Regions from separate parts of the Mus musculus genome. Here regions 1, 3 and 4 are each linked to region 2. Evidence: chromatin contacts called from public HiChIP or PLAC-seq data. All regions are on one chromosome and are shown on one strand. Each heading gives the region's core, a stretch centred on a gene start, on an enhancer-like site or on the middle of the called end of the contact. The rest is flanking DNA. Distances are from core to core; before and after follow the strand shown.

Region 1 (6,325 bases), core at 89-2,588, 340 kb after region 2:
AGAAAAGGAGATAGCATTTGAAATGTAAATGAAGAAAATATCGAATTAAAAAAATTCTCTAAACATCTTTTTTTGGAAAATGAGTAATGCTAACACAAGTTTGTTCAGGAAAGGGAGCAGAAATATAGGGCTTTTGTGATCTAAGTTATTGTTTCATATATACATGCAAGAGAAGACTGTACCTGCTACATGCAGCTGTAGCCCCATGCTCCCAAGGTTAGCTCAGCATCGCAAGATTTAAGGGATTCTAGCAAGTGTTTGGAACACTCATCCTCTGTCCGAGTCAATAACAATGAAAGACATAGGAAACGGGAGCCAGAATGGGAAAATTCTTGTTTGTTCTTAATTCTCTGAAGTTCTTTTGACTTCACGAAGTCCTAAGTTAACCAGAGCGTGGAATTTGTCCAGACGAGATAAATAATAAAATTGGTTGTGTACGTTTTCCACTCAAACAAGTTTAAAAAAAAAAGTAACAAAAGAGAAGAAACTCTTCTCCAAGGTTATATTTTCTTTTGAGAACTGGAAACAAGTGCACTTATAGACACTGGTTGAGGGAGAGATTGCCTTGAGAGCATATAGTTTTTAAAACTCCGTGTAACCAAATGAAAGGTGGGTCATATTTTAAAAGACTTTATTTTCCTTGAACTACTGCAACCAAGTCTAAGGAGCTTTCTCTGGGCTTGTGTACTTTTTAAACATCTGCAAATAATGTCAAGCACCTACACATTTGCCACCACCAGCCACACACTTCCTTTTTTTTTTTTTTTTTTTTTTTTTTGGTTTTGGTTGTGGTTGTGGTTGTGGTTTTTCGAGACAGGGTATCTCTGTATAGTCCTGGCTATCCTGGAACTCACTCTGTAGACCAGACTGGCCTTGAACTCTGCCTCCCAAGTGCTGGGATTAAAGGCATGCCACTACCACCATTGCCAGGCGACTTCTTGACTGAAATAAACCGGGCCGGGAGTTGGACTAAACTTTTCAAAGTAACCTTTGGGGAATTTCCGTGAGCACATTATCTATTCAGTAAGAACTTGGAAGGGAGTCTGCTTTTGGTTGGTTGGTTTTTTATTTGGTTTTGTTCTTTAATGTATTTATCAGCCTATTGATAGGGGAAACCCAGAGAAGGGAAGGAGAGGGAGGGGGATCAGTATCAAGCGTGGAGGGATGAGGGTAAAAAAGAGGAAGGGGTAAACGGGAAGTAGAGATCGAAATGGGACAGAGAAACAGGAAGGGAGAGAGACGAAATCCACTTTTTAAATAAGAAGGAGAAGGACAGTAACCCCGAATTTTACGAAATGTGCGGGTTGCTGCAGAGGAATACGGTAACAGCTGGAGATTACGGTACTCGCTAGGCTACAGCCTGCCTGTACTACGTCAACCCGAGCTGCAAAGTTCCGAGCCGCTCTTTTCTGTGTCCAGGAACTGAATATCAAACTGGTGATCGTGGAGTTATTGGATCGCTGTATTTGTCATTTCTTTTCTCTGTTTTCAGTCTTTATTTTAAAATATCCAGGAGAAGCAAGAAGCGAGCCCGGAGTTTGAGGGCTCAGCAGTGGTGGGGTGAGTCAGCGGGTGCTAAGGACTGGGTCTTGGTCTTTGGAGACCCTGTTCTCCTGCAGAGAACCAGAGGGCTCTGCGAGGACTGAAGGTCCGCTTCTCCTGGCGCCAGGGCCTCCGCAGCCGCGCAGCAGGTGAGTAGCGCAGCGGTGCGGAGCGCCGGCATCCCGCAGGGCCGAGTTGTGGGGTGGGCTGGTGTGCCCCTGGACTTAGCCTCGATTCTCCGCTTTGGGACTGGCTTTGAAACCAGCACCCCAAACCACCAGGTTTCCCTGATTTGCCATGGGAAGTTACCTTCTAGTTAACAAGTGTCATTTTAACCCATATATAGACCCCAAGTGGGAGAAAGCGGGTTCCGCAGTGTTGGTGTGGTTTGGTTATCACCTGTGAGGGCTTGAACTTGTGATTGTTTTCACAGCAGCCTGCTCCTGAGATCTCAGTCTTAGGGCTGTACCCCAAAAGACAAAGTATGCAGGTCCCGAAGCCCCAAACCTCTGTCTTACATCTCCTGGTCTGGTCCTTTTGCAGTGTAGAAATCGGGTTATTTAGGCAGATCGTGAACCCTAGCCCAGAAAATCCCAGGCTTCCCCGACTGCTGGCATGGGGACTTGATTTTTTTTTTTTAAGTCCCTTAGGGAATCCGCAGTGACTGCTACTCACAAAGCCTGGTCCGAGGAATAATGCGCTCCCACCCAGGTCTCCCAGAAAGCCCGGGTGTGGCTTGAGACTGGAATCCCTACAGCGGTCGCCCCTTGAAGATCCTGCCTGAATCCATCCGGGCCCTGTTTAGCTCTGGGAATTGGCTTTGCTGGGAACCTAGCTCTTTCTCGAGGGTGACTTGGCTGGTAGGCAGACCCGCGCGCTCTGCTCCCACGAGCGCAAATTCCGCGGGAGAAAGCGTACGCGCGGCCCTGCGGTTCCGTGCTCTCCGAGGTTCGCACTCCCAGACCGCCCTCTCCAGGTGACTATGGTGCAACCTGTTCTAAGGGAGACACGGAGGATCCCCACACCACCCCTGAGATTCTACCGGCTTGCCTCTGTGCGACAACCGCAGCTGCAGTCGAGCATGTGGAGCTGAGGTGGTGATGCAGGAAGGGGGCGTTTCGGGGCTTTATTTTCTCCAACCTATCTCTCGAAATTCAGCTTCCAGCTACTGCAGCTTGGGGTTTTATTGTCATTATTTGAGGTGGGGAGTTTTTTTTTTTTTTTTTTTTTTTTCTCTCTTGCTTGCTTTTGTTTTGGATTCTGAACTTGGTCAGCCAAGGCAAGGTGAAGCATTCGAAGGCACCTTCCCAGAGGGGAGGACTGGGGAGGACTGCAGAGGGGGACAGAGCACGCAGTCCCCTCCCTTGTCCCGTGTTGCCTACGTCAGGGCCTCACAAAGCCACTCATGGACTGCAGAGCGGCGGGCTCCCAGCAGGAGTCTGGTTACTGGGCGAGCTCCCCAGGGCCTGGCTGTCCAGGGCGACTGGCTCACGGACTGCCTTTTTCTTTGTGTTTTTTATTTTCAGCTGAATTCAGATAAACGAAGCTCCAGGGCCACTTCGGTCTCAGCAAATATTCCAGACCCATGTTACCTAGCCAGAACTCCTAGAAACTGGAGCTAGCGGTATCCCATAGATGGGCGGCCAAGTTGAGAGTCACTGCCGGTCAGCTGCAGCGCCCATTCGCCCAGCGTCCCTGCCTTGAGCTTCGAAGGCTGAGCCACACTTAGCTAACCATTTCAGCAAAGACTAGTCACAGACTCGTGAATTTCTAATTGCGTGGATGCACAGGATGGATCAGAGTGCACAGAGAAGCGGATTTTTGTAATTTCTGGTGGCTTTCACAGCATGTCCTTTTAAACCTTTGGAAGGTGTCCCCAGAAGCCCAGAGCGCGCCTGGCCATGTCTCCTTTAATGCTCTGTTCCTCAACGTGGCCCTCTGAGGGTTCCCAGAGCTGCTCCAGGCGGTTTACAACAGGTGTGTTCTCTCCCTCCCCCAGCCCAACCCAGCCCGCAGGATTCCCCCAAGCGGAGATTTTTTGACTTGGCTTCCTCAGGCTCACGTTTCCGCCCTCCGCCAGAGGGTGGCCGTCCAAAGCCCGACCTTGCCCCCTCCCTGGGACCATGGTGCTTCTTTCTGAAAATGCTTCTGAAGGCTCCAACTGCACCCACCCGCCAGCACAGGTGAACATTTCTAAGGCCATTCTACTTGGGGTGATCTTGGGGGGCCTCATCATTTTCGGGGTCTTGGGGAATATTTTAGTGATCCTCTCGGTGGCCTGTCATCGGCATCTGCACTCGGTGACTCACTACTACATTGTCAACCTGGCTGTGGCAGACCTCCTCCTCACCTCCACCGTGCTGCCCTTCTCTGCCATCTTTGAGATCCTGGGCTACTGGGCCTTTGGCAGGGTGTTCTGCAACATCTGGGCGGCGGTGGACGTCTTATGCTGCACAGCGTCCATCATGGGCCTCTGCATCATCTCCATCGACCGATACATTGGTGTGAGCTACCCGCTGCGCTACCCCACCATTGTCACCCAGAGGAGGGGCGTCAGGGCTCTGCTCTGCGTCTGGGCGCTTTCCTTGGTCATCTCCATCGGACCCCTGTTCGGCTGGAGGCAGCAGGCTCCGGAGGATGAGACCATCTGCCAAATCAATGAGGAGCCAGGATACGTGCTGTTCTCAGCGCTGGGCTCTTTCTACGTGCCACTGACCATCATCCTGGTTATGTACTGTCGAGTCTACGTGGTAGCCAAGAGAGAAAGCCGAGGCCTCAAGTCCGGCCTCAAGACCGACAAGTCAGACTCAGAGCAAGTGACGCTCCGTATCCACCGTAAAAATGTCCCTGCAGAAGGCAGCGGAGTAAGCAGTGCCAAGAATAAGACTCACTTCTCCGTGAGGCTGCTCAAGTTTTCCCGAGAGAAGAAAGCCGCCAAGACGCTGGGCATTGTGGTGGGATGCTTCGTCCTCTGCTGGCTGCCATTCTTCCTCGTGATGCCCATTGGTGAGTGTTCTCAACCCCACTGCTTACAGTTGAGGGAATGGGGAGTCCCACCGCTAAGGTAGAAGAGGGGTCTGCATTTCAAAGGCACAGGAAGGACTCCCTGGTGGGAACTGGAGTCTTTTCTTTTACTACTTTGTTGGTCTCTTTAATGGGAGTGTCCACTTTTCTTAATGTCCTTAAGTCTGGTTAACTTAAATCCACGCAGTCTCTTTAGAGTCCCCAAAGCAGACTACTCGGATACTGCTCCTGTTCCGCTATGGGTGGGGAAAAAAAGTCCTCTTGGCTTGAAAATACACACCACGCTTGTTCTGGGCAAATATGTGACTGTACAATTGGGTTAGATGGTACTCTCCGCTGTGTGTGTGAGTTATAGTGTCTGTCTGCTTAGGCTCTGTCTGTGCTCATTTTGTTCTCCGAATTCAGTGTGATAGAGAATATGGTAAGCCATTCACAACCGAAATATTTTTTTCATGTCCAAACTAATTAAAAAAACGTAAAGAATCCATTCTTTAAAATTCCAGTAAGCAAATACTCTTTCATTTAAGCAGTGAGTTTGAAAGCAGACACCACTCTTATCCAAAACCATCCCGGAAATGCAGATGACAGCTTGAAAACAGCACAATAATGTTGCAAATCCAATTTTTGCAGATGCAAAATTAGCTGTTGTCAGAATTAATTACCTCATTATAAGTATCAAGAAGCCAATCCACTGGGAACAGCCTCCTATCTGAAAGGCCTTCCATGCCATTCCAAAGCACTTCTTTGCTACTTTTAGTTTGTAAACTAAAATACAGACTCACGTGCTGGTTACCACCAACTATAACAAACACAAAATCATAGCAAACGTGCCCTCTAAAGTGCTTTTGAACCCAGTATCAATTACAGTACCATACTTTGCAACCCCGTGTCAGAATAACAAGTCTAGTTTTTGATTACCAACTGTGCCCCAGATGTTGACCAGACTTTTCAACACCTGCCATCTTGCCTCCACACATGGAAGAAAGACACTTTTCAATGCTATATCCACCAGCCACATGTAGCTGTTTAAATGTGGATTAAAATTAAATTATACCACAATTCCATCTCTCATCTCCACTAGCCACTTTCCAAGCACTCAATGGCCAGCTGTGGCCAGTAGCTGCATTTTGAGACTGCAGAGGCACAGATGATTTCTACAGTTGCAGAACTTCTGTGGAACAGGGCTCCTGGAGTGGCTGACCCTACATGGCCTTCCTTGTGCCTGCCTGTCCCTGTTCCAGACTCTTTCTGGAAGGAAGTTGGAGCTTTGACGTTACTGGAGTGACACTCTTTAGTCACTCTGCATTCTTCCCTTCCCACACTCCTTCTCTTTCTGCCTCCCGGAGGGCGCACTATTAGAGCTGCACCTATTCTGTACCTATTCACGCCACAGATGCCTGCTGAAGCCTTGTTTCAACCACTGAGGGTGAACAAGGCAGAAAGTCCTTACTCACAAAATAGACACCTGCACATAGGCTCCAGTACAGGGGAACGCCAGGGCCAAAAAAATGGGAATGGGTGGGTAGGGGAGTGGGGGAGGAGGGTGTGGGGAACTTTTGGGATAGCATTGGAAATGTAATTGAGGAAAATACGTAATAAAAAAATGTGAAGGACCAATAAGCACTGTCAGAGAGTCCCCAGAATGAGAGGCCAGGTGGCATAAGGATGATGGAACAGTGTTCTGAGAAGTACTGCGGAGTGTAGGGTATATTCCAGCAGAGCCCCGACTGAACTAAGCTTGTAAAATCCTGAGGGAAGA
Region 2 (6,507 bases), core at 3,013-5,512:
AACATCCACACACAAAAGAATCAATTTGTGTATTATATCAAATGTCACTCAGAATAAATGAACAAGTAACAATAAGGGGAGACAACAGAAAACACTTCCTGGCCTTGGGTTGGGCTCAATACTGAGAACATAAACAATGAAAGTAAAACAGGATACTTTGGACTAAACAAACTTAATGTGCGGGAGCCAAAGGACACAATCAATGGAGTACAATGACAACCCAGAGAACAGAGGGTAGGGTCTGCAAGCCATAGACCTGGTAAGGAAGGAGCTAATATCTCAAGTTTACAAAGAACTCTTATACATCAACTAAAAGCCCAATAGCCTGATTGAAAACTGGGCAGACTTGGTGTGGTGTTGTGTTCTATAATTCAGCTCTTATGAGGCAGAAGGATTAGGAGCGCGAGGCCAGCTTAGGCTACACTGCAAACTCAAGGCCAGGCTGAATGAACTGCATCTCAGGTGTCGTCCCCTAAAAGGGAACAAAAGGTTCAGATTCTCTCCAAAGGAAATATCCAAACAGTGACAAACATAGAAAAGAGGGTAGCATTGCTGATGGTTAGGGGAACTTTAAAAAAATCCAAAACCCACAACAACAACAACAACAAAAAGACAAAAGAAAAACTCCATTAAGATGGCTATAATGACATAAAAAAAAAACCTAGGAAGTAAAAGTGTTGGCACAGAATAGATATAAACAGTCAGAACATGTCCCCACTGGAAAGCAGCGTGGTGGTCACTCAGAAATCTAAGGGGCAATGCATATCAGTAGTAATTCCACTCTGGGGCATATACTCCAAGGAATGAAAAAAAGTGTCTCAGAGAGGTCTCTGTACACTCATATTCACAGTTGCATTGAACAGCCAGGAAGTGGAAGCAACACACCTTTCAGTGATGCACAAGGGGATAGAATGTGATTTAAACTTGCAAGGGACTTTATATGAAAATGGGGGAAATGATGAAATGGACTGGAGCAGGGACAAACCTTGAGGTGTCCTTGGGGCTCTGCTCTTCCTGGTGCCCCCATTTGTCACCATCTGTCTATGTGTGAGATGTTTCAGTGATAGCGGAAGGTTAGTCACCAAAAGGAAAATGCAGTGTGCATCCATCCACTTACAAAAGGGAACTGGAGTACTCGAGTACATAGAGACAAAAGTACAACGGAGGTTTCTAGGGAGCAGAAAGCAGGGAGTTGGTTAATGTGTAGATGAAAAGATTTGTAGATAATGGGCTTTGCACAACAACAAAACATACTGGGCACTGCCCAGCTGTACACCCCCCCCCAAAGAATCATTAATGTGTTTTGACATTGTGTATAATATACAACTATAAATTTTAAATGCAAAAAGGTAAGAGTAAGAATGTAAATTTTTATGTGACATCTCTAATATGTGACTTGGGTCAGTTCCATCATAAACCAATAGTTTTTTTTTGTTGTTGTTGTTCATTTCTTTGTTTTTGACACAGGATCTTGATTTCTAGCCAGACAAGAAGGGTGGCGCTGGCACTGTCACTTTCCGAAGTGGTAGGGAAGACCAGTTGCTTCATAACTAACCTTGGGGGCCTTATGTGTACTTATAGTTTAAAAGATCATAAATAATACACATGACAGACTGAATCAAAGATGTCTGCAGCCCAGTCGATCCAGAGGCAGGTGGTTTCCTACCCTGGTATATCCCTAGTCACCTACTATAGCATGTTTTCTGTAAGCTCATGTTTTCCCTCCCAGTCCCAAGCTCCTGGAATAATGACTCTGAGTCTTAAATATATTTACATACAAATGCCTTGGCCAAATACTCTGGGTCGTTCCCTGGCTAGCTTAGAACTTAACCATCCCGTTATTCTATTCCAAGTTCTGTCACGTGACTGGTTACCTGGTCCTCAGTTACTTGTGACCATCTATCTCATCTATGTCTGGGGCTGAATCTTTCTTCCTCTCCCCCAGAATCCTTCCTCTGAACTGGACCTTCCACCTCCCTGTTTCCTGCCTAAGCTAATAGGTTAATAGCAGTTTTATTGACGGGCGACTCTTCCATACAGAATGCGATTCTCTCTACAACTTGTACTGTACAGCACTTGTGAGGGATGGCCTCCCTGACTTAATTCAGAGCAGCTAAGCACCCTTCATCCTCCCTTGCAGACTCCAGGCTTTAGAAAAGGTCTAAGCCATGCAGTCTTCACTGAGAGGATCAGGCTACTCTCTCTTCCTTACAGGTTTCCCTGGCAACTGATGAATAAGCTCTGCTGACTCTGCAGCTCCAGCTGCCTGTGTTTAAAGATGCTATCAGCAACTCTCCTGCTGAACTGGGCCTTCTCCTGCCTGTAATACTTTCTGTCACCTGATATCGACAGAACCATACTAATAATTAGCACTCGCCTTTTCTCTTTGTTTGTTTGTGCTACTTAAACACTTGCAGGTAAAGTGGATTCCTGGTAGACAGCACATAGTAAGGCCTTGCCTTTTCATGCCATAGAACAATCCTTGCTTTTATTCCTTGATCTCTGCTTTAAACAGAAAGGAGGAGAGAGAAAGAGGAGGGGAGGCTAGAAGGGAGGTAGGCATGCCGTCCTTCTTTGCCAGGGTTTCAGCAGACACCCAAAAGTCCATGCCTTGGAAACTCAATCCTTAAATTGGAGTTGCTAATTGAAATGAGGCTTGTAGAAGGAGGTTCTTCAAATGAGGCGATGAGGGCAGAGCCCAGTCCTTGTTAGCTCTATTCCTGTGAAAGAAACCATGGCCAAAAGACCTCTGGGTCATGGTCTGTTGAGGGATGCCAAGGCAGGGAAACTCAAAGCAGGAACCTGGAAGCAGGAACTGAAGAGGCCACCATGGAGGGGGTACTGCTTAACAGGTGGCTCCTCATGGCTTGCTCAGATTGCTTCTTTATACAAGCACCTGCCCTGGGGGGGGGGGGGTTGAGGGAGTGCATGGGGGGAGGGACATAGCCCACAGGGGACTAGGCCTTCCCAAATCAATCAAGCCTCCTACAGAACCATCTTATGGATGGTTTCTTCCATAAGATGTTTTCTCCCTTCAGGTTTCCTCTTTCCAAATGACTCCAGCTTGCGTCAAGTTGACAAAACTTACCAGCATGGACTTTCCATAAACACCACCAGTGGCTTTACAGGAAGAAGTGAGATCTGAGCAGGCAGGCTTGTCTGTCTGGGCATGTGACTCTCTCTATCGCATCAAGATGCAGCAGGAAGGCTGGCACACAGTTCTTGAATATCCCTGCCTCTGGAACCTCTATTCTTTATAAACCATCCCGTCTGTGGTTCTGGCAAGAGGAATAGGAAAGAGACCCAAACACACTGCCTTTTGTAATTGTTTATCTAGTGCATTTTTTAAAAATTGTTTCATATGATCCCAAGGAATTTGCAAATCTGCAGTGCCTTGCTGAATTAGTGTGTATGTTGGGGTAAGACAGCAGCGGAAGGTTACAAATATCAACTAGGAATGGGCAGCTGGGAACATTCAGACTGCCTTTCTTGCCAGAATCCAAAGTGGATTTTTTTTTTTTTTTTAAGTGTCCCTGTGTAACCCAGGCTGGTCTCAAACTCTTGATCCTCCTGCCCCAGCCTCCCAAATGCTGAGATTACAAGCATGTTCATCACGACTTTCTCACCCTGACTTTAATGAAGATGCCACGAGCATGCTTCCCTATTAATTTCGTTCTCACACGTCCTTTTCACGGAAACCACCATTTTACACTGGAACTCATTTATCCAACCACAAGCCGGGAATCTCAACTCCTCAGGTCTTCCCGCTACCTCGAGGTGGCAGTAAGCCCGACCAAAGTCAGCGGACGACCTATGTGAGGGTTTTGAGAAACCATTCCCAGTGCTGCATGACCTCCCCCCCCCCTACTGCTTTGGGCCCAGGTTCAGACCCCACCTAGGGAGCTCAGGAGTTAAGCCATGGACATCCCTTCCCATCTATACCAGGAGTCTGAGATAGCGGGAATTGCTTAAGGATGGCGGCCCGTGGCTTCACTTCCTATTTGACAACGGAAACCCGACACTGCAGTGGGACGACAGATCCTTCCGCCTTGGAGCTAACGGAGATCGCGGACCACACCTCCTCTGGGAGACCCCGCGCAAGACGGAAGTGGGAGGGTCCACGCCCTCAAAGCCCATCCGTGATTGGTTGGAGCCGCCTTAAGCTCCCAGATCTTCAGCAGGGACAACGCCCGCAGGCTAGGCATGAAGGCGGCGACACCGGTGGTGGTGACGGCGGCTGCTCCTGCGATGGAGCCGGGCCCTTCTGTGTCCCCGGGGCCTTCGCGCTCCTTCAAAGAGGAGCTGCTGTGTGCCGTGTGCTACGACCCGTTCCGCGACGCAGTAACTCTGCGCTGTGGCCACAACTTCTGCCGCCGGTGCGTGAGCGGCTGCTGGGAGGTGCAGACGACGCCCTCGTGTCCGGTGTGCAAGGAACGAGCGGTGCCCGGGGAGCTGCGCACCAACCACACGCTCAACAACCTGGTGGAGACCTTGCTGCGCGAGGAGGCTGAGGGCGCGCGCTGGACCGGTCGCCGGTCCCCGCGCCCCTGCCGTGCGCACCGTGCCCCGCTCACGCTCTTCTGCCTGGAGGACAAGGAGCTGCTGTGCTGTGCTTGCCAGGCCGACGCCCGGCACCAAGAGCATCGTGTGCAGCCCATCAAGGACACTGCGCAAGACTTCCGGGTGAGCACCGCGCCAGCCCGCCCTGGGGACCCCCGGCCTGCCCCTCCCCCTCCTCCAGGCCTAGCAACCATCTTGCCCCCGGTCCAGGCCAATCTGAACAACGATGGGGAATAGTATGGTCTGCAGACATTTGGGCTTGGCGCGGTCATTTTAGAAATGGAAGAGGCCAGGACCTAGCAGAGTTCTAAGGCCTTGAGATTTCCCCTGCCCAGCAGTGCCTTGATCAACGGGTTACAGAGCCGTAAGAAAGGCCTGTGGCGCTTGCCTGCTGCCTTGCTCCTCTTACTCTTAGTATCCAAATATCTGGAGTTCCAGTGGTTATAATTAAACCAAGAGCAGCTGACACAGCAAAACTAGCATGGCGGGGAAGGGTGGGTGTCGGGGCTGTAGGAGATCACGCTAGGCAAGTACTTTACCTCGCAGCTGCACCCCAAGCCTACTTTTGATTTTGAGCCAAGCTCTTAAATTAGCCAGGATGGCCTTGAACTTTTCTTTGCTTGCCTCAGCCTTTCGAGTGGCTGAGATTGCAGGCTTGTGCCACCAGGCCCAGTGAAAAAGTCTTTGTTCTAAAACAGAAAAAAAAAAAAAAAAAAGGCAGACATTTTCGATAACAATTTGACCTAATCGCTTAGATATGCATGCTCCATTGCTTTCCAAAACATTCATACTGACATATTGACTGATTTTTCTTTTTTTAAAGGGTTTCTGAAATGTCCATTTTACTCTGGCAGTATCTTGTTACTTTTCTCGTTTAAAGTCATTGATGTACTGAAACAGCTAAATTTGTTTCATCAGCCACTAACACACGGGTCAGACCCACAGTTGGGAGGGCCCAGGGTTAGCCACTAGGAAGCCTGACATAGTGAAAAGGAGGTACTGTAAGAGCCCACTGGGCCTGATCTTCAGACGCCCTTTCTCCACTTGGTGAAATGTCTTTTTTTGAGAATCAGCAGTTGATGGCAGCTCCATACAGATTGGAAGCAGAGCAGATGGGTGCTGTCTACATCCACGTTCCTCCAGTTATCCATCATATTAGCTCAGCAGTGGTTCATAGTGCCTGTTCCCTCGTTCATTAGTGCTAGATCTCTTATTTGGCATAGCTGAAATAGACAGCCTAGAAGTTTAGGTCCTGGTTCGAATTCCCCTGGGCTAGCAAAGGTACTGATTAGCATGGGTGGTGTCCTCAGAATGGGGTAAAACATCAACCGAAGGCCTGTGATCCAGGGGACAGAGAGCGTGTGGGCCTGGAGACTGCCTTCTGTTCTTGCTGGCTGCCTCGTTTTGATTAGGAGGTCCGAGGGACACTGGAAGTGAGATAGGTGGTAATAATTCCCACTCTCTGGGAGCTTCTAGCAAAAATCTAAAGAACCTAGAGGCATTAACCAGGTGAAGGAGGTGAGGGGAGGTTTTTGCAAGAAGATGCTGCAGCATATAGAAGATTCTAGAAGAGAGGAAGCTTTGGACACCAGGTGAGGCCAGAAGGCTGAAGTCTTATTCTGCATCTTAGAATGGTGGTGCAAAGCCAGTGGGTGCTCAGTGTGAGTGAGCCTTGAAGAGCAGGGAGTGGGGCTGATCTGAAAGATCCCAGGAGTCCTCAGGCTGTGTGCTCAGCCAGATGCAGTGTGGCCTCTTCATGATGTATTCATGTGTGAAATAAACATCCTAAGAACCTCTTTGATTCTCACACCCTGTTCTAGATATTGCGGCTGCTTAAGTCCGCAAGACAGCCCCCCTGTTCTACTCAATTTCATCTTGACACAGCCTAGGGTCGTCTGAGGGGATTTCAGTTGAAGGATTGCCTCAAATGGATCAGCCAGTCAGAGA
Region 3 (6,287 bases), core at 499-2,998, 410 kb before region 2:
AGGGGGCTGGAGAGATGGCTCAGCTGTTAGGAGCACTGGCAGCTCCTCCAGAAGTCCCAGTTTCAATTCCCTGCACCCACACAGCAGCTCACAACTGCCTATAACTCCAGTTCCAGAGGCTCCAACACCCTCCAACACACAGACAGTGTACATGCAGGCAAAACACCCAGGCACATGAATTATAAATAACGTTAAAACACATTGGTGGGAACATCGGGTTGGTGGTGAGTTACAGCCAAGTAGGGAAATCTCTGCTATGGACCTCAAATGATGGGTGGTGGCATTCTTAACCTTTGGGTTGGCAGAAGGTGGGAGTCTGTTGACACATTCCAAAGGGTTTACCTAATAACCACAAGGACGTTAGATCACGATAAATGGCTATCAGGAAACTCAGGGCAACCCAAGAACTGGATTCTGAGCCTTTACCATTCTGGCTCTCTAGAACCACAGGCATTATTTGTTATCACCACCCAGCTAGCCTTGGAGAGCGCGCAACAGGTGCAGCTTCTCTTCCAGTTCTCACAGCACAATCCAGACTGTGGAAACCCTGCAGGGAAAAATAGCCTGGATTCTTCAACAAATGGCGCCTATTTGTTGGGGAAAAGGAAGCAACAGCCTGTAAACCCAGAAACAGCAGATGGTGTGTGGACTCGGGGGTCCTGACTGCATTCTGGGTGGCATTCTGACTTTACCTCTAATGGATCCCTTTGTGGCAATGGGAGTGGGTGGTGACGGCACACACAGACAAAGATGGCTGCCGCTTTTTATCTACTTGTTATACATTCTATGGCTGGGATTTGTGGGTCATGGATCTCTTCACTTTTGCTAAGTGCTGAGTTCTCTTTTCCTTTTTGAGTTGTTTTTATTGGTTAAATGTATCCTTTGGCATTTTATTCATGTATATAGTGTATTCTGTTTTCTCTCACCTTTCCCCTCCTCTTCCTGATGAGTCTCTTTCTCACATTCATGCATCTTAGCTTTGGTTTGTCACCCACTGATTTTAACCAGGAGTCCATGTGAGCGCAGACTGTGTTTGGAACTATTCACCATAGAGTGGTGGGCTCACGATTGGGTACAACTGAAGACAATGACTGTCCCTCCCCCAGAGTCCATCAGTAGCCGATAGCTTGGCATGGCTATCAATACGAGCCCCTCCTTCATCTGTTACTGACTGTTGACATGGCAATCTCGTACAGGCCCAGTGTAGACAAAGTAACTGCTGTGAGACCATTTGCCATGGCTGTGTCTGCTTGAAGTCCGTCTCCTTGACTTCCAGCTCTTAACATTTCTTTCCACTCTTCTGATGTTATCTGAACCTTAAAGCTTGTGGTATAAATGTCCTGCTTAGAGCCAAGCACTCAACCCTTACTTATCCTAAGCACCTTAATCACTTGGTCTACATTTACCACGCCATTCTCTGCAAATCAAAGCCTGATTAAAGCTGAGAGCAGTCTTCTTTGGTCCGGCCCAGGTTTGGAGGGCTGTTTCCTAAGTGTACATATTTCTACATGAGACTAAAGCCGGTGTGTGCTGCGGACTTCTGCCTCCACTGTTCCAAGCCTGGTGCCTCCCTTAGCCTAGCTCCCACCACTCCTGAGGAACAGCAGAGCCCCTTTCAAGAGTTCATAGAATTTTCTTTGTAGGCAAACTTTCCTGTGCCCTTACTAGGAAGAAAGAGAAGTTGGTGAGTAAGACAGAGTAGGCTCTAGTCTCAGAGGCCTCAGTGACAATATGGCTGGCTGTAAAGGTCAAATGTGTGAGGTAATGTATGCAGAAGAGTTTGCAGAGAGAGAAATGGTATGTAAACCTAAGGAGAGACTTCAGTTTCAATTCCTTCTCCTCAAGAGAAGATTGTTTTCAGCCCCCAAGCCATAAGAATATAAGAAATGGGAGTAAGGGAGGATTGTTCAAGCGTAAGAGAAGTCTCTCTTTGACTTTTTGCAATCAATCACTATTTAATTCACTGACCCAGGAGTGTTAATCCCTGCTACCCAGGGTAGAAAAGCCCAGGTCAGCCCTTTAGTCACCTGGAGAAAGGGTGTTTGGGGGACAGGGAGAGGGACGGGGAGAGGAACAGGGTGAGTGTCTGGGATCTGGTGAAGGGTTGAAATGTGTGAATCAGAGTTGTCTGTGGCTAGGTATCTCAGGCATCAGGGTGAGTCAGATGGCACAGCTGGATTTTCTGGCTCCAGACTAAGCTAGCATCCTATTCCTCTAGACACAGGAGGGCCCCGGGCCTAGAGGCAGACAACTGGCCCAGGAGGCCAACTGATTCTGAGTAGGGGGGATCTGTGTGAGCTGGGGAATCTGAACTGGCTTCCATTGGATCCTGGCCTCCTCTACCTAGTGTTAAATTCCAATTACCCATAGGTGTTTGCGCCTGCAGTCTCTGGGGTTCAATGGGGTTCACTGAAGAGCAAACTAGTATAGCAGGGTGCAGGTGAGTGTGTCTGCAGCAGTGTGGGCAGGAGGACAGGGCCTTCTGACTTGGTCCTTATTCCTCCTCCCCGGACCCATTACCTAGGCCTTACTTATGGACCAGTAACCTTTTACTTTTAAAAATTCAATTTATTTTTGTGTGGGCAGACATGCATGTGTATACCATCACGAGAATGCTGCAGAGCACATGAGGAGGCCAGAGGATAGCTTTCAGGGGCTGAGACTTTTCTTCCAGCTTATTGAGACAAGGGCCCCTCTTGTTTCTGATGTGTGTTTACTCCATGTTAGCTGGTACCCCCCTGGAGATTGAACATTAGGTCTTGGATAGAACAAGCAGACACCATACCATTGAGCCACATCCCAGGCAGAGTTTCCAAGTCCTTCACATAATGATGACTTCATCCGAAGACTCATCTTGCAGAAGGGACCCTATTTGGAGGTTCTAGTCCTTGTCACCTTCCCAAAGAGTTTGGGAAAGATGGCCATGGGCAAAGATGACAAGAGGAAGGTCCAGGGAACCCAACTGGTTAGACAGCTGTCAATCACTTTGTTTTGGTTTTCAATCTTACCTTCAAGATGGGGTGCCTGGAGTCCTAAGTCCACTGCATCTTTTATTCTTCTCCTCCTGAGAAGGAGCCCTAATCCCCAGCCCAACAGGCAGGTGTCTGACATCCAGCACTTAAAAAGGTAGAGAGGTTTTCCACCCTGTGTCCTCCATTTCTTGCCTCATCCCCCTTTCTACCCAGTACCCTCACTTTCTTCGGAGCTCTTCATCAGGCTCTGTGGGGTAGGCTAGCTTTCCCCAGAATTATCCTTCCAAACCAGCACTGTTTCCTTCTGCTGGAAGTGTTGCTGCCCTCCCGCTCCCAGACCTCCTGGGAGTCCAGTTCAGTTGCTGCTTCTTCTCCACCTTCTTCCTCTCTGCCCCCATTGCTCTCTTAGTTCAAGTGTGCATTGTCTCTTGATTTGTTTGGAAACTATCCAATCAAATGCAGACGCAGGCTGGAATCTAGGCTTCCGATTGGCCCACTGAGCTTCTATGCTCACCCTCACCCATCTCCTTTCCTCCTGGACTTCCTGTAGCACAAACTCTACTCCCCCTGCTGAACCTGTCCTGCTCCTCCATGAGGCTGCGCTGCACCCTCTGCACCTGCTCTCTGTTCTCCCTCTCTTTTCTTTGCCATTTCCTTTACCAAGACTCCTCCTTGCTTGAAAAAAAAAAAAAGATATCTCAGTTTCGATATCACTTCTGCAAACTCTCTTCTGCCCCCACCCCCAATCATTTGAGTGAGAATGGTCCCTATAGACTCATAATGTTTCAATATTTGCTTCCCAATTAGTGGAACTGTTTGGGAAGTATTAGGAGATGTGGCCTTGTTGGAGGAGGTATGTCAGTGCTGGTGCTGGTGCTGGTGCTGGTGCTGGTGCTGGGCTTTGAGAGTTCAAAAGCCTTGTGCCATGACTATTCTCTCTCTCTCTCTCTCTCTCTCTCTCTCTCTCTCTCTCTCTCTCTCTCTCTCTCTCTCTCTGGAACAAGCCCAATTAAACCCTTTCTTCTATAAGTCGCTTTGGCCATGAGTTTTATCACATGGGAAAAAAAGCCAGTAAACTATATGTTCGTTCACTTTGGGAACAGAAATGTGATGACTGTTATGTCACCAAGTGCCTAGCGTAGCATCTGCCATATAGAGGACACATAAAACACTGTCCAGTGCTGGGCAATGGTGGCTCTCTCACACCTTTAATCCCAGCACTCAGGAGGCAGAGGAAGGCGGATTTCTGAGTTCAAGGCCAGACTGGTCTACAGAGTGAGTTCCAGGATAGCCAGGACTACACAGAGAAACCCTGTCTTGAAAAACCAAAACCAAAACCAAACCAAACAAAACAAAACAAAACACTGTTCAGCAAGTGAATAAATGAATAAATAGATTCCCCTGGTCAGATTAAAAAACCACGTGTGGGGGCATGGTGGTGCACACCTTTAATCCCAGCACTCGGGAGGCAGAGGCAGGCAGATTTCTGAGTTCGAGGCCAGCCTGGTCTACAAAGTGAGTTCCAGGACAGCCAGAGCTATACAGAGAAACCCTGTCTCAAAAAAAAAAAAAAAAGTTGTTTTTTTTTTAAGAAAAAGGGGGGGGGGGTTGGAGAGATGGCTCAGTGGGTAAGAGCACCCGACTGCTCTTCCGAAAGTCCAGAGTTCAAATCCCAGCAACCACATGGTGGCTCACAACCATCTGTAATGAGATCTGACTCCCTCTTCTGGAATGTCTGAAAACAGCTACAGTGAACGTACATATAATAAATAAATAAATCTTTTTTAAAAATTTAAAAAACCACGTATGGTAATTTTAACAAAGAAGGCATCAGAGGATCATATATTTGAATACTTGGTTCCCTGTTGGTGGAACCCACTAGGGGAGAGTTAGGAAATGCAGCCTTGTTGAAGGAGCATGTCACTGGGGGTGGGCTTGGAGGTTTCAAAAGCCTTTCCTCATTCTTAATGTCTCTGTGCCTAATGGTTATGTTTCAAGATGTGAGTTCTCAGTTACTGCTCCAGCACCATGGCATGCTCCCTGCCATCATGGTCACAGGACTCTAATCTTACCCACTGAAATCATGAGACCCAAATAAACTCTCCTATAAGTTGCCTTGGTCATGGTGCCATATCACAGCAATAGAAAAGTAACTAAGACAACATTTGAGCCAGGTGTGTGTGTGTTGGGGGGGGCACACAGCTTTAATCCCAGTACTAGGGAGGCAGAGGCAGAGAGGCAGAGGGGCAGAGGGGCAGAGGGGCAGAGGGGCAGAGGGGCAGAGGGGCAGAGGGGCAGAGGGGCAGAGGGGCAGAGGGGCAGAGGGGCAGAGAGGCAGAGGGGCAGAGGGGCAGAGGGGCAGAGGGGCAGAGGGGCAGAGAGGCAGAGAGGCAGAGGGAGGAGAGAGGCAGGCCAGTCTCTGAGTTTGAGGTCAGCCTGGTCTACAGAGCTAGTTCTAGGACAGACGCAGCTACACAGAGAAACCCTGTCTTGAAAAACAAAAAGAAGAACACCCCTCCCAAAAACAGTTTTGAAGAAATCAAGCAAATAATTTAAGGTCACCCTACAGGGGTCTGACCCCGAGGCCCCAGGGTTCTCAAGCCCGGGGAGCCGGTTTGCTGATGGGGTACACCATCTTCAGAGCTGCTCATGTTTTCCCACCCACTTCCCCAACCCCCATCCTGCTCCAGCACAGAGGTGCTGTTGTCCTTGGCTCTCTCCACCCAGTGAGGATAAAATTCCCTGGGCCCTTGGGGTAGCTTTACCATCAGCCTTGATCTCCGACTGGTCCCACTTGAGTCTGCCAAAGTCTAGCAGAAAGTTCCTGTCAAGCAGTGCCCCCGTAATCAAAGACGCCAGTCCTGGAGGGAGGCAGGTGGACGTCACTCTGTTTCCAGTGCCAGGCTCCTTGGGCCTGCCCCTCCCCTCTCTGACCCTCCCCTCCCCCTTAGAGCAACCATTTTCTTTGTCCCTGGCACCCAGGGACATACAGACTGTGCAGAGTTTTATAGGGACACGGGCTGGAAAGTGTGAGGAAGGTTCTCACTAATTGGTGGCCTAAATGGCTCTCTTAATGAGCAGGGTGTGAGTTCCTATTTGGCAAATCTGCCTAAGGTTGCGGCTCTGGGGAGATGCTGGGCTGGAAGTTTAGATTATTCTGCAGCTTCTAAAGCAAAGATCTACTTAGAAAACATGATGTCACTGAGGATGGTTTGATTACCCTGCAGGGCGCTGGCAGCAGAGGCCCCTCCTGCCTCCATTTGTATTATCTTAGGATGGGGACGAGAAAAACACTTTGAAATAGGAGGGAAGATG
Region 4 (5,952 bases), core at 1,025-3,524, 460 kb after region 2:
CCTTGTCTCTTGTGATGGGAATTTGCCAAACACTAAAGCATTCAGTGACTGGTGTGGTTGGTGGGGACCAGAGGAGCTGTGGAGCACTCGGCACAGACCCCTGGGTAGGTCTTTTCTACATCCAGCAGTGTGGGTGCCAACTGTGCTTAAGGAGAAGGGGACTGGCCAACATCTAGAAATCCTATGCTCTATTTTGTCCGAAGATGCTTCTGGGAGGATCTGTAAGGAATTTAATCAAAGAGGACTAAACTGAGAAAATGACAAATTGGGCTGACAAATGAGGGCTGGGCTAAAATACTCCCTGCTCTTCTGCGGAGTCAGTCGTGTTCTTCTCTGCTTAAAACTGACACCCTGATGGTCTCTGCATACAATCCCCTTCTCACCAACACAGACTGGACTCCTTCTGCCCTCTCCAACAGCTGCCTCTGCTTCTTCAACTGTGCCTCGTGCCTGCCTGTGGGGAAAGTTCTTCCATATCTCTAACCTCTTTCTACTCTTCTGCCCCTCCCAGATGCCAAGGCTATGTCAGATCTTCTGGGTACATACTCTAATAGCTGCCCCCACTTACAGTGCTTACAAGATTGTTAAGCAGAAGTGTGATTTGTAAGTAGATATCTGTGTCTGGGAGGTCCTGACTCCATGGTGTACCATCTTGGATATACCAAAACCCAGATGTGCCCAAGTCCCTTCTCTACAAGAGCATAGCATGTGTGTATTAGCTCTGCACATCTTCTTGTTTACATCAGGTCATCTCTGCATTACTTGTACACAGAACACAATGCAATGTAACATAAATCATTGGTATGTCCTATTGCAATGGTTCTCAGCCACCGATGAAATAAGCCAATTCAAGCCGAATAGAGAGTCAAAAAGCAAATTTATTTGGGGGCAGCTCTCGGGCAGGCTCACTAGTCCCAATGAAGAGGGCCAGGGAAATAGCCCTGCAAACACAGAGATAGGGGAGGGGGAAGGGAAGCATGTGCACACAGGGAGAGAGAAGTGGAGAGACAGACAAACAGGCAGACAGACAGACAGACAGACAGAGACAGATAGCAACAGAGAGCAGCAGAAAGAGACAGAGACAGAGACAGAGAGAATGAAAGCAAAATGTCTGGGTTGTATAGGTAAGAGTCTCTAGGGGAGAGGAAGCCTAGCCCCTGGACTGAAAAGTTCAGGGTAGGAGGTGGGGTATGCCAGCCATATCTTGTAACAGGTATGGACTGAGGGATGCTGGGAGAACCTGAAGGCCAGGTCTGCTTTGATACGTTAAATAGACACCTCCCAGTCTGAAATCTAACACTTCCTAAAGCTTCAACCATTTATTACAGTTCTTCATGTTGTGGTGACTCCCAACCATAAAATTATTCCATTGCTACTTCATAACTGTGAATATCTGATATGCAATATATCTAATACTGACCCCCGTGGAAGGGTCATTCAACCCCCAAAGGAATAGCAACCCACAGGCTGAGAACAACTGCTCTATTGTATAAAGCCTAGTGACAAGAAGAAGTCTATACATGTTTAGAACTGATAAATGTTTCACACACACTATATTTTAGTATGTGTGTACTCACGTGTGTGTGTGTATATGTATTGAATGTGTTTATATTGGGAGTGAGATTGCTCACCCCTGTATGTGCCTATAGAGATCAGAATACATGCCAAGTGTCTTTTCCCTGTCACTCTCTGCCTTATTTGTTAGGCGAGGTCCCCAACTGAACCTGGAGTTCACCACACTGGCAGGATTAGTCTGACATCAAGCCCCTGGGATTGGCCCGCCTCTGCCCTATCTGTACTGAGGTTATAGGTGTGTCCCGAAACATCAGGATTTTACATAGCTACTGGGGTTCTGAACTCAGGTCCTTATGCTTGTACAACAACATCTCCCCAGACCTTCTCCAAATATGCCTGATCCACAGTTGGTCAGAACCACGTGTATAGGACCCATGGATTTTGAGGGCTGGCTGAATTTAGTTAGCATGCCTCAACAGAACCCGAGCTCCATTTGGTCCTATGGGAACCATGACTGTTAGAATTTCTGTTTGTCTTCTCATCTAATACAAAGCCTAGTGCACAGCAAGAGCTCAGAAATATCCATTGATTGTGTAAATAAGTTGAGTGACCTCTTAATGCTAAGGAAGAACTCACAACTTCCTGCCCATCCTGGTTCTGTGTTTTTCTCGTTCTTTCAAATGTCAGTCTCACTCTTCCCTAGTGACTGAACAATTCTCTTCAGCCATCCCTGGCCAGGGCTCACACAAACAAGCACTGAGCACGGTGAGGCAGGGCTCTTTGCTGCAGATCCTCATTGTCATTCAGGTACCACATTTTCAGTGCCTCTTCCCGTAAATCAAGCTCTCCCCTCTCTTCTCAGAGCAATCAGCCTCAACCTTTGAAATGCTATTTTTCCTAGAAAACTCTTTGCTCTCAAGAGAAAAATGAAAGCTATTAAACACTCCCTGTACTGACCCATCTTTTCCTTTGCAAAAACTAATGTGTTAGAGAAAATCTTTATTGACATACCTTGGATCTTGGTCTCAGTTGTGACCACACTGTGTGGGTTTGTGTGTAGTCAAAACTCACCCAAACTGGAGGTAGCATTTCTAACATTAAACGCCACAAGTTTCACTCCATTGTTATCCATGGTGGGGAAAGAGGATGAGGTGTCAAGATTTAGCTAAGGATTTAGATTCGAACTTGGATTCTGGAAATCCCTTTACCAACTGTGAGACCACACCCAGTTTCTTAACCTCCCAAAGCTTAGGTGTTTGTCTTTGTACTATGGATACATGGGTGACAATATAGCACACAAGGTCATTGGGGATAAAATAAGTGATGTGTATGAGTGTTTAAAAATCCCTAGACCTTCAGAAGTTAGTTGTTGTAGCTATCGTCAACACTGACCTGGGTCACCTTCTACTGTAGGGTCAGATTACCTATCTCACTCCACAAAGTATTTTCCAGCTCACCAGGAGCCCAGTCAGTTCTTCAAGAATGATCAAGAGGTTAGGCCACACCAAAAACAAGGAGGGAACAGAATACCCAGTGTACAGGGCAGGTCCTTAGGGACTCATCTGAGAAGGATGAATTTAACCTCACTACATTTATTTATTTATTTAATGTTTAAATTTTTCCACTGGGATTCAGAGTCCATGATGCTTAAAATTCTGGCCTATTGAAAAAAATGTTTTCAACCAGTAATGTTACACATAGTCCATTATTGTCACTGTATCCATTTACCAGAGACTGGGTAGTTCATTAAGAATAAAGGTTTAGTCAGCTCATGGTTCAACAGATTGGGAGATACAGGTCAAGAGCCTGTCCCTAGTGGTTGCTTTTTTGCTGGTAATAGGGAATGAGGTGCTGAGAGGGTAAAAGTGAGTGACAAAATCAAACTGGTTTTCGTAATGTGCACTATCCAGACAATGCACTAATCATTAATCCATCAGTCTGTGAAGGGATTAACTTACTAATAAGGGCTCTGTCTCATGACCTAATTACTTCTAAGGGTCTCACTTCTTTCTTAAGTAATGTTGTACTAATTCTTTGAGAATTTCACATAGGTACCTAGTATATTCAGGTATATATTGTACATGGACCATAGTCTCCCCACATTGTCTATCCCACTCCCTCTGAACCCCTTCTTTGTCTCAATACATGCTCCCCTTCCCAGTTTTCATGTCTGTTTTCATGACTCCCTGAGTTCAATTAGGGTTTTTTGCAAGTATGTGGGTAGGGTGTTTTTTTTTTTTCCTTGTGTGTGGGTAGCATATTGATGGGCTGGATCTTGTGCAGGTAACCACAGCTGCTGTGAGTTTGTGTTGTTCAGTGGTCATGCCCTGGCTAGAAGGCAGAGTCTCACAGCACTTCTTCAAGCCCCTCATACTTAACATTAGCTCCGCCCCTTCTCCTGAGACTTGAGCAGGGAAGAGGGGGTGATACATATATCCCATTGAAGGTTAAGTTTCTCTTCTTAATGTCTCACAATGGAAATAAAAATTCAGCATAAGCCTTGATGGATACTGAAACTCTAACAAGCATCCATATCTTGTAGAATATGATGCTCTTGAAAAATCAGCACAGGGAAATGCTACAGTCCTCGTTTGATCCACTCAAAGAAGTAATGGTGGGGAAAGAAATAACTTGGATTGTCAAAACTTCCCACAAAGAGCCAGCTGCCCCATCTCTAGATTCCTTGCTCTAAATAATCTACCTACATGCCCCAATATGCCAGCTTCCTGAGACTTCAGTGAGAAAAAATATATATCACTGACCAAAAGCATCAGAGGAGAGAAAAGAGTTTGTTCAGCTTAGCATTCCAGGTGATAGTCCCCACCAAGGGACATCAGGACAGGACACTTGAAGCAGGGATTGAAGGCAGCCCCTCTTGCTATACCACACATTATTATATCCAAGGAGCTCACTTCACAGCAGAGAAGTACAGCAGGAACCATAGAGGATGCTGCTCTCTGGCTGGCTTGTAGGCTCTCTAGTACTCAGCAAACTGTCTCATGTACTTCAGGACCAACTGCCTAGGGATACCACTTCCCATGGCTGGACTCTCCATTAACTAACAATCAACAGAATCTCTCATAGACATGGATGTCCACCAGACCAATTTGATCTGGACTATGTCTCAACTGAGGCTGTGTGGAGTTAATCGGGACAGTGCTGTGTACTGGTTCTTCTGTCTTTTGCCAAATTCCATGAGACACACATGGTACGAAACATCCCAGGCTATGTTCCATGAAACAATAACAGACCAACTTCTTAAGAAGTTGAAGTTGAAGGGCATAAATCAAATCCCACACTTGACCTTGGACAACCCAAAGCTCCAAACCACGGCAGCCCTCCAAATCTGATTTCGACAGATAAACAAGCAATGAAAACCCCTAAAGCTAAGCAATCATCACCCTGATGATTCCCCCATCACCCACTTCCCTTATAATGAAGGGTCTGGCAGGGAATCTCACGCATAGCATACACCTGGACAGGTCTAGACTGCTGTTGACTTCAAAGGAACAACACTTCAACTGTATAGAAATCTTGAGCACAGTCATTGGTTTGGTCTTCACTGTTGATATGGTTGCTGTGTGCTGGTTCAGACCATTAGTCTGGCTGTTGGCTCAAGATCACAGTAGTAAGCTGATCACTTACTGTGGATCCAAGGGCAGTCAATATATCTTAATTGAGCTCAGCATGTGCTAGACAGAATGAAATGCAACTGAGAAGTGTTTTTGCTTAAGGCAACAGAAGCTACACCTTGCTAACTGGAAATGTTTTAAGAGTACTGTATCAGCAAGCTCACAGAACTGCCAAGAATGTGAAGGATGACAGTAGGGTCTGTCAAAAAGACCCCAGAAGGAACACAGCTGAAGTCACACCACATCCATCAAATGAGGGCACCATTTCTAGATCTGATGGTTGTCTCAGAGGCTTACTCCTGAATAAGCTCACCCTTTCTAGCTCTTTTACCACTTAGGCTAGCAGGTTCAACTCAGCTGTTCAGCTCAAATGCCTCTCCAAAGTGACTGATTCAATCTGGCTTCTCTCGGCTTCCAACTGAATTGCTCTGCTTAATCTCAAACTAACTCAGGCAACTGGTTCTAAACTTCTAATGTGTCTTACTCCCTGGCTTCAACTGCCTCTGCTGATCTGCACTGAACTACATGAACTCAACTCCACTGCACAGAAGTCATGCAACAAAACTGCACCAAATTCCACTCAACTGAACTGACTCTCTCTCCCTGTGCTGCTCTTAAGTAGCTTCTCATTCCTGTCTATCTTGTGAGAGCAGCCTGTCTGTGACTCATTCTGTCAGATCTTCCTCTCCTTTGTCACTTTGTCTGTCCCTCTAGACATCACTTTTAAACATGACTGCTTCCTTCTACAAACCAACTTTACCTACATTGTTTGGGATTAAAGGTGTGTACTAAGGGCATGCCTGTA

What was found. HiChIP or PLAC-seq counts read pairs in DNA pulled down with a chosen protein or histone mark.
Region 1: an H3K4me3 HiChIP or PLAC-seq map of embryonic stem cells shows a contact between it and region 2, with 10 read pairs. The contact joins the promoter of Adra1a here to the promoter of 1700001G11Rik in region 2. A contact is called at or near these places in 2 of 115 datasets of contacts at active chromatin or transcription factors (embryonic stem cells and large pre-B cells).
Region 3: a contact with region 2 is called in an H3K27ac HiChIP or PLAC-seq map of bone marrow-derived dendritic cells, with 2.7 times the contacts expected there. The contact joins the enhancer-like site here to the promoter of 1700001G11Rik in region 2. A contact is called at or near these places in 3 of 484 Hi-C or Micro-C datasets (cerebellar granule neurons, cerebellum and palatal mesenchyme) and 2 of 115 datasets of contacts at active chromatin or transcription factors (bone marrow-derived dendritic cells and double positive thymocytes).
Region 4: a contact with region 2 is called in an H3K4me3 HiChIP or PLAC-seq map of embryonic stem cells, with 5 times the contacts expected there. The contact joins the enhancer-like site here to the promoter of 1700001G11Rik in region 2. A contact is called at or near these places in 10 of 115 datasets of contacts at active chromatin or transcription factors (embryonic basal ganglia, embryonic midbrain, embryonic stem cells and 4 more).

What each region holds. Positions count from the first base shown.
Region 1 is chr14:66,633,913-66,640,237 of GRCm38.p6, forward strand. It overlaps Adra1a (adrenergic receptor, alpha 1a), which reads left to right and starts at 1,339. Exons shown (of 4, transcript NM_001271760.1): 1 at 1,339-1,691; 2 at 3,542-4,548. The coding sequence starts at 3,666.
Region 2 is chr14:66,292,867-66,299,373 of GRCm38.p6, forward strand. It overlaps 1700001G11Rik (RIKEN cDNA 1700001G11 gene), which reads right to left and starts at 4,263. Exons shown (of 3, transcript NR_038077.1): 1 at 3,943-4,263; 2 at 3,089-3,278; 3 at 2,461-2,720. It overlaps Trim35 (tripartite motif-containing 35), which reads left to right and starts at 4,159. Exons shown (of 6, transcript NM_029979.3): 1 at 4,159-4,683. The coding sequence starts at 4,204.
Region 3 is chr14:65,881,318-65,887,604 of GRCm38.p6, forward strand. No RefSeq gene overlaps it. Among named protein-coding and RNA genes, the nearest start is that of Gm41181, 19 kb to the right of the region's middle. Within about 2 kb of position 1,749, at least 39 of the 459 cell types and tissues checked have an H3K27ac peak or open chromatin away from gene starts, as enhancers often do. A contact at or near this core is called in bone marrow-derived dendritic cells and double positive thymocytes, where this site is marked.
Region 4 is chr14:66,754,972-66,760,923 of GRCm38.p6, forward strand. It overlaps a transcript of Adra1a not described here. Among named protein-coding and RNA genes, the nearest start is that of Gm5464, 110 kb to the right of the region's middle. Within about 2 kb of position 2,275, at least 2 of the 459 cell types and tissues checked have an H3K27ac peak or open chromatin away from gene starts, as enhancers often do. A contact at or near this core is called in embryonic stem cells, where this site is marked.